Regions from separate parts of the Mus musculus genome. Here region 1 is linked to region 2. The links are chromatin contacts, called in public Hi-C maps. All regions are on one chromosome and are shown on one strand. Each heading gives the region's core, a stretch centred on a gene start, on an enhancer-like site or on the middle of the called end of the contact. The rest is flanking DNA. Distances are from core to core; before and after follow the strand shown. Region 1 overlaps Abca5 (ATP-binding cassette, sub-family A (ABC1), member 5). Region 2 overlaps 1700012B07Rik (RIKEN cDNA 1700012B07 gene).

Region 1 (4,023 bases), core at 459-2,958, 460 kb after region 2:
CTATGCGCCAATAGCGTGGATTGTTTTTTAGTAATTATACGCAACAGCTTTGTCCTTGTTCCAGATTGGGCAGGCTACCATGCCTTCTGTAGTTTAGCCCTACAATTACACTCAGCTTGTTGATGTCTGACTATTCCCTGCTCCGTGGCTATGCCTCGTGCCTCCTGCCTACCTAGACACCGAGGCACCAGACTCCTTCAATTGCAGCTGTTCCATTCTCTCTCCAAAGTATCTCAGTCTCAAACAGTAGGCCCTCTTCTCAAGATGGTACCTTGCTATACCATTAGATATAAGCAGCAGCATAATGGATTTCTTTTCCAACACTGGCCTGCCATGCAGGAGTCACTGAAATACTGTATCATCTCACTGGATTTATGAATTACCGCCAGTCTTTCAGCAGAGATGCCAAGCTTATCTTCCGTGTGTTATGGCTTTGTCGCCGCAGCCCCCACATCGCCCCTGTAGCTGAGGCTAAGAGATGTTTCCTCTTTCCCCTACATAACCTGTTTATCACTAGCCACAACATGTCATGATTCCCTACATTCTTTCTCTGTATCTTCAAGTAAAGACATTTTGCTACACAACCTTCTTTCTCAGGATCACACCAAGGACGCTTCTGACTGCCACCCTCCAGGCTCCTGTCCCCAGCATGGAACTTGAATGAAGTCAAATATCTTCAAATGGTTAGAAGTTAGATTTCAGACAGTCCAAGAAAATGGCATTGTTTTCTATCACTGTGATCTTGAGTCTCTCACTGTAAGAATTACCAGCTAAATCTTTAAAATGACTCTGTAAGAGAAATAATAAATCTATTTCAAATGCATAAATAATACTGGCTTTACTATAGAAAGTAGCAGTTGAGAAATAAAAAAAAACAAACTGGAGACTGCAGTGACCTCTCTAACAAAGGTGATGCCCCCAAAATCCCTTTTTAAGGGTTTGTTGTTGTTGTTGTTGTTGTTGCCCATCTCTGCCAATCTACCTCCCAGTTTTGTAAGTTATCAATATATTTGCGCTTGAATGAGAAGTGCTGAGATTCCCTGATCACGCGCTGGAGAGCTGGCTCAGAGGTTAAGAGTGCATCTGCCCCTCTAGAGGACTCAAGCTCGGTTCCCAGCTCTCAAACGGAAGCTCACTGCTGGCTGTAACTTCATTCTGGGGATGCTAACTAACATCTTCTGGCCTCTGCTGGCATTGCGTGCACGTGGTGCACACACATACATACAGGCAAAACACTCATTCACATAAAATAAGTAAACAGACAAATAAATAAAATATCCTTCAAGACTATTTTGTAGAATACCTGAAAATTTGGTTTTGTGACTTCGTATGTTTTTGTTGTGAGCCTAGCCTTTAATGGCCCGCCATCTCTCCAGCCCGGTTTTGTGACTTCTTAAAGGCATCAAAAGAGGGACTGAAAACCAGTGATTTACTCCCTGTGTTGAGCCTACAAAACCTATGACGACTGTATTTGTAATCCTTTGCTTTCAGTTTGACAAACGGCTGAGGCTGTCTGCTGGCTTGCTTCACATTTCTTGTCCTTCATGTCTTCTCTTGAGTCCTGTCACTACTCCCCAAACAGACTAGCACTTATGAAGCCAACACACTCAGTAGAATTGAGCCTCTGGTCACCAAGATTGCCTGGCTGGCTCTGCCTCTGCTCAGAAGGCTTTCTTTACCCAACTTCCTTCCTGGATTAGGAAGGTGCCCTCCCACGTAGCCCTCTGCTGCCACCTAGCGGTCAAAGGGTTTATCCACCTTTCCACCTTGTCTATTCCAACGTTGCTCTTGCAAAAGAAATTGGATTTGTTTTAATTTTTCTTCTTCTTTTTTGGGGAGAAGGTCACAAGGGTGGGGTAGATCTGAGAGGACAGGAAAGTGAGTGTTATCAGGTACGTGATGTGAAATGCCAAAACAACTAATAAAAATATTGTTAGAAAAAAACTGGGGCTTTTTCCATATGACAGAAATAAGATATTTTTTAAATGCAAACTTTAATTGTAATACTAAAAATAAAACACTTTTAAATAAATAATTTTGGAATTACCCCATTTCTGGTAATAGTCACCCTCCCCAGCACAGGGCTCTGCATGTAAATGGTAAATGGCTGTTGTAAGTTCTTTTGACTTTCAACTAGACAGAATGAGAAGAATATGTCCAGTGGCTCGCTAAGCAACAAGAGTCTCTTACTTTTTTTCTTGGTTATCTATTGTTGAATTTGAGTATGATTAAACTGCAGTTCCTCCCAATGTTTTCTTATCCCTTCATTTATGTGGGTCCTTAAGGGATATTACCATCTTAGGCACAGAGGACTGCTTCAAGTTTGAATTTAAGTCACACATCTAATTATGAACACTAAATGAATTTTGGTATACAAACTGAAGTCTGTCATAGATTTTTAGCTCTTAAAGTTTATTATTAATAATATAAGCACATTCATTTTTCTTAAAGGGCAGCATTGAGAATTGTACATATAACACATTATGAATAGAAAACAAGTAAATTTTTACCTTATAAGAATAGCTGATACAAAAATAATTCACCTGAGAATAAATTCTCTCACTTTATGTAATATGCTATTTCAAGGGGAAAGATGAGAACTCAATGTTAACAATATTAAAAATACATTAAGAAAAAGCATTTAAAAGCATTTGCTATTTAAAAAAAAAAAAGTCCTGCGTTTTGAATGCTACCTGAAAATGTAAGATGGCATTGTAACAAATGTGAAACGCACGATCGGAATGAGACGCTGAGTGACCAACAAAGAACCGGGAAACCAACACTCACCCTAGTAAAATTAACTGTGCTATTCATTTTCCTAGAAGATATTCTTAAGACTAGTAGCAAAGCATTGTCATATCATAACTGGTTATAAGTATCTATCCTTGTCTTAATAAAATGTAAGATCTTACAGAGCCGAACAGTTCATCCTTCTACCCAAAGAGCCCACTCTGAAACGCAGTCACTGGAAGGTGTGCTTAAAGTATCGAAACATGTTTTAACAGAGAAAACCAAAACTGGCTACAAATAATCTCTGACAAATTAAAGTTTTGGGGGAAAAAAAAGAACCCTGCTTTTTCCTAAGAACAGCATGGAAAGCAGGGAAGAGCCCACAGAAGGCAAACCTCCCAGAACGCTTTCCACTGCTTCCTCCTGACCGGCCCCTCTGCTGCAGACAGCAATGCCTTCAACTCGGCAGAGTCTGCCTTTGTTCTACTCTTACTGTTTGGCCACAGATGGAAAATATAAGGCAGGAAGGTGACGCTGCAGTTTGTTTTCATTTGTTGCTAACAAATACACTTGTTTCTTTACCTGTATTGAAAAGAAACAAAGTTCTGAAAGCAATAATTTAAGATAATTTAAAATAAATCCATGTATAAAACCAAACTATCCACTGTAATATGAATGAACACACAATATAGAAGACTAGACAGTGCAGTCTCGACTTTCATTCCCTAGGAAAATTATATTTTACACTGAGCACACACTGAGCAATGCTAATAGACAGTGACCAAGTCTATATGAGAAAGAAGGCGATATGGCCTGTGTTCACCATCTCTATGAGACAGTTCTGTCTTAGGAGGGCCAAACGCTTTTAAGACACAAATGAAACCTACCCTTTTCGGTAACTGTCCTAGTAAACTATAAATGCAGCTTGTTTGTTTGTTTTTAAGGGTATGTGTTCTAGGTTACAGAGTTACAAAAATCACATCCCCCCCAAAAAAAGGCCCAAGGTACTTAAATTCTAAAAGATAGCTCTTCAAGTTTACGGCACCATTTAGCAATGACTTGCTGAGAAAATACAATGTGCAATTTATAATTTATCAGCAAAAATAAAGATTTCATCTTAAATACATCTTGACTATATTGGTCATGCAGTAATCATTAATTAAATGATTAATTAAATGTAAGATCCTTAAAGGATCCAAAATTATAATTTGGTATCAGGAGGCAAGCTACTGCCAATGAAACCTTACAAGAACTTGGGGGAGGGGCGTGTCATAAAATCCAAGCAGACTTGTA
Region 2 (4,275 bases), core at 1,636-4,135:
TTGTCTGTAGCTGCGAACTTGGAAAAGTCTCTAGACTTTCATAATAGAATATTTTTCCCTTATGAATCAGGGGTAATAATACCTGGTCAGCCCTGACCTCCACCATCAGTTTCCCATCATCCTTGATCTCGTCACGAAGTGACTGCTTTACATATAAAGCCATTCCACTGCTTTGCAGCGGGGACGGCCCTGTGTCATAGTTCTGTCCAGAGAGCAAGGATAGTATGGTGTGGGGGAGAGGATCATGGGAAACGATCATTTTCTAGTACACAGCTGGAATGAGATTGTTTCATTTTCCAGGACCCATCTGCCCCTTTCCTGTTTGGAATGCATATGTGTTGTACCTTAGAGGTGAGAAGCCATCTTGTGGAGGTGAGACTAAGGAGGAGGAGGAGGAGGAAGCTGTGGAAACCTTGGGTCTCTGATGGCAACATGGTGACACCAACCAGCCTTGTATATATTGTTCTGTATATCTTGTTAATTGTGTTCACTTAATAGGGTATGACCAGTAGAATTCTAAGATGCCTATCTCTAGGTACATGACCTAAATGATCCAATGTTCCTATGACTATGGTACTACAGGGCAAAGATGAAGGTATTCTGTAGTTAAAAATCCTTATAAGTTAACCCTAAAAGTTCATAGGTTTTCTTTATAGGTTTCTTCGTTCTGCTTATGACATGTTATTTTTAAGGAGTTTTTAAAACACTAAAGAGCAAATAATTCACACATTATGATAGCTGAATGATCCCTCTCTAGAGCTGTAATGGATGTAGACAAGGGATGTAGATGTAGAAAAAGCCAAACACCTCTCTTTCTCAGTACAGATTCTTGGGAATTATCGATGTAGTGTGGGTTGGGGCATAAGTGTGGCACAAATGGAATTTAACCAAGTAACAAGTCACCAAACAAACCTAATAAATATGGCCTTGTCAGAGGCATAACACACCCAAGAACATGCTGCCTTCTGTCTTTGAACACTGAAATCTGAAAATGATAAAGACTTTGGGAAGTAATGAGCCAATCTGCTAGCAAAGCTACGTCCTAGGTCAACAGACAGGGGAGTTGGAACCAAGAGATAGGCGTTCTCCCCATTCCAGTCCTAGCAGACTCTCTGGTTCCAACTCCAGGGTTGGCTGCAGGAGGCAGCAGAGAAAAATGTGGTTCATGAGTGGAGGATGGTGAAGGGGCTAAGGAAAGCAAAACTCCCCTGTCCTTTAGAGCCACATGAAAGGAGGGAACAACTGTCTTTGCAAAGGGTGGACCTAGTTGGGAACATAGGGTTGTTCTAGAATCTCATGTATTATGGGACATACCCATTTGGCTCTAAAAGACAGATGATGGAACTGGTAATGGCAACTTCTGAGAGGTCGGTTTGGGTTTGGATTTAAGGAAAAACCTTCTATCAATATCTTCCATGAATTCGTTGTGCTCCTTGGCCCTGTGACAAACCTGATAGAACTGGAGGGAAGAAGGACTTATTTTGGCTCACACTTTGAAGTGTACAGTCCGCCACAGCGGGGGAAGGCATGGCAGAGTTCTTAGCTTCATGAGTATATGGCTGGTGCTCCTCACATTTCAGGGGAGCAGGAGACAGAGGGAAACTGGTACATGGCAAACTCCATTTTATATCACAGAAGACAAGGTCCCTGAGATCAGAGGCAAACTACCCATCAGCACACAAGCATGCATGTGGAGGATCACTCACTATTCCTGGGTCTATGAAGTGGAAACTTAAGGGTTCTTTGGAAAGTTATTTGGATGGTGTTTTGCAGGGACAAGCATGTGAAGGAATGTATTGTTAACGTGGACACAGGTGTGAAAGGCCGACTTGTGAGGAAATGTTTTGCTGAAGGAGACACAGGATAGAGGATGCTCTGCTAAAAGACATGTAATGAAGGATTCTTTGCTGACAACACGCATGTGTTGGTCTGCCTTACACTGTGTAGTTGAGCTGCATTTGTTGGGATGCCATAGAGAGAAACCGCACCAAAAACTTCTGGTGGTGTGCTGCAGTTTCTTGCCGCTTCCAAGGACTTGGGCTGATTGGATGCACATGCTGAGGCAAAACCTATGCTGAGGCAAGGTCACGTGATGTTTGGAGGGTAAAAATAGGTCTCCAGGGAGTGACGGAGACAGAGCTTGGCTTACTGGTACAGTTAGTTGTACAACACTTGTCTCACATCTTTGCTGATTTTTGCTTCCTTGAGAGAAGCACAGCCAAGAACTTCTCCTGGTGTCCCTCCTAGTCCCTTCTGTTGACTCAGGCTGAGGCTTAACTGTCTCTGCTAGCTAGGTCATGCCACCACTATTGCTAACCTGACTCTACCAAACTGGACTGCTGGTGTATCTGTAAAGTGTTTGTGAGTAGATCCAGCTGCCACTGCCTGCTACCCTGTGAACTGAAGTGCCGATTTCCAAACAACACAAATGGGAGTTTCTCCAAAGAACCTTTGCAGGTCCACTACAGGTCCACTTCCCCTGTATCCTTTCTTTTCCACTACCTCTGATGGGTGGTGGTGTACAAGGGAGGTGAAAGCCTTTACGAACCATTATTAAAAATAAGACATTGAAAAAAATTAAAGTTACAGGTCTATCCACTGCCCTCCTTTTTTTTTTTCAGAGATCTATTCCTTCCCAAAAAACCAGTCATGTTCTGCGAAACAACCCAGACTAAGTGGGCATGTCCCACCAGGATGTGTGGTTATGCAATATTGGCCTGAAAGAGGAGCTTACTCTGAGTCTGGATAAATTGGAGCATTGCTTTTTTGATCTACAGTCTCCAAAGTTTTCCTTGATACTTTCAAGCAGAAGCAGATTCTAAGCAAGGTTTGTGGCATCAGTCACATCCAATACACAGCTTTTGGAGGAGGAGGACTGGGGACTCTTCAATCTGTGTCTCTGCCATTTGTCTGCACATAGATTCCAAAATTACTGTGGAAACCACACATTCCCAAGCAAACCGATTTCTTTTTCAAACATTCCTGGCTCTGACTCTGTCTCTCTGTCTGTCTTTCTTACACACATACATACACATACATGCCCATGCACACACTACAATTCCATTTGAAATACTAACATCTCCGTGTCAGTCAATGGAAGCCGATCTTGTTTCTGCAGCTCATTAGCTCAAAAACCAGCAAGGCTGCCCAGCCCCCACTCCTCCTCCTCCACACTATGTCGGGCTTGGGAGATGAAGTGAGAGTAAGTTGACAGACACAGAAACCTGCTTGGCTCTGGCAAAAGCATCTGTTGGAAACTTGCTCTGTGATTTCCTGAACACTTTGGGTCAGAAGTGGGAGGGCACCCTGAGATGTTAGAAAATTCTAGTTGCTTTGATGTGGGAGGTAAATAACAAACACACAGACGGACTTGAAAGAAGTATGGTGAGTGGGTTCTGAACTCAGGCTCAAGGATAAACATTTCCCAAACATTCCTTGCTCAGAGCTTGAGAGCTAATAGCTGCCTGAGAAAATTTACTTGGCCCAGATGGGACCACCTGCAGATGAGAAGGATGCTCAACACCCCCGCCCCCCAACAGAACTGTTCTCTGCAAAGATAGGATGCCTTGGAGACTGGATAATACATTATCTTCAAGCCTCTGACCATTTTTTAATTGGTTTTATTCTCCAGAATGTTTTCAGTTCTTGGAGCAGTGCCTGACACACAGTAGGTGGTCAGCAAGTATTTGCTGAGTGAAAGACAGAATGTGATTTCCATGTACAGCTCTGTCTGAAGTTCCTGTCACTGTGTTGACTGCATAAAGGATGTGTAGTGTAGAGGTAGGAAAGCTAGGGGGAACTTGGTTCCTGTGGTGGTTTGTATATGCTTGGCCCAGGGAGTGGCCCTATTAGGAGGTCCTGTTGGAGTAGGTGTGTCACTGTGGGTGTGGGCTTAAGACCCTGACCCCTAGCTGCCTGGACGTCAGTCTTCCACTAGCAGCCTTCAGATGAAGGTGTAGAACTCTCAGTTCTGCCTACACCATGCTTTCCTGGATGCTTCCATTCTCTTGCCTTGATGATAATGGACTGAACCTCTGAACCTGTAAGACAGCCCCAATTCAATGTTGTCTTTATAAGACTTGCCTTGGTCATGGTGCCTGTTCACAGCAGTAAAACCCTAAGACAGTCCCTAAACAGAATTGGAGAGAAAGATACACTAGGAAAGCTGGGAGAGAATCAATATGGATGTACATGGCAGTAGAAAAGCTGTGGGGTCCTGGGAGGTCCTTAGAAGGTGACTGATAGGAGATGGATACAACCCTTGATTCGAGCATC

What was found. A called contact is a pair of places that touch in the nucleus more often than the background predicts.
Region 1: a contact with region 2 is called in a Hi-C map of muscle stem cells, with 2.9 times the contacts expected there. The contact joins two enhancer-like sites. A contact is called at or near these places in 6 of 39 promoter capture datasets (the 3T3-L1 cell line, cranial neural crest, hematopoietic stem and progenitor cells and 3 more), 2 of 484 Hi-C or Micro-C datasets (muscle stem cells and nephron progenitors), 1 of 115 datasets of contacts at active chromatin or transcription factors (embryonic stem cells) and 4 of 9 other capture datasets (adipose tissue, embryonic stem cells, liver and 1 more).

Annotation. Positions count from the first base shown.
Region 1 is chr11:110,266,978-110,271,000 of GRCm38.p6, forward strand. Abca5 (ATP-binding cassette, sub-family A (ABC1), member 5) reads right to left here. Exons shown (of 39, transcript NM_147219.2): 39 at 2,392-4,023. Among named protein-coding and RNA genes, the nearest start is that of Abca6, 17 kb to the left of the region's middle. Within about 2 kb of position 1,709, at least 92 of the 459 cell types and tissues checked have an H3K27ac peak or open chromatin away from gene starts, as enhancers often do. A contact at or near this core is called in muscle stem cells, where this site is marked.
Region 2 is chr11:109,806,501-109,810,775 of GRCm38.p6, forward strand. All of the region lies in intron 2 of 1700012B07Rik (RIKEN cDNA 1700012B07 gene), which reads right to left. Among named protein-coding and RNA genes, the nearest start is that of Gm11683, 11 kb to the left of the region's middle. Within about 2 kb of position 2,886, at least 6 of the 459 cell types and tissues checked have an H3K27ac peak or open chromatin away from gene starts, as enhancers often do. A contact at or near this core is called in muscle stem cells, where this site is marked.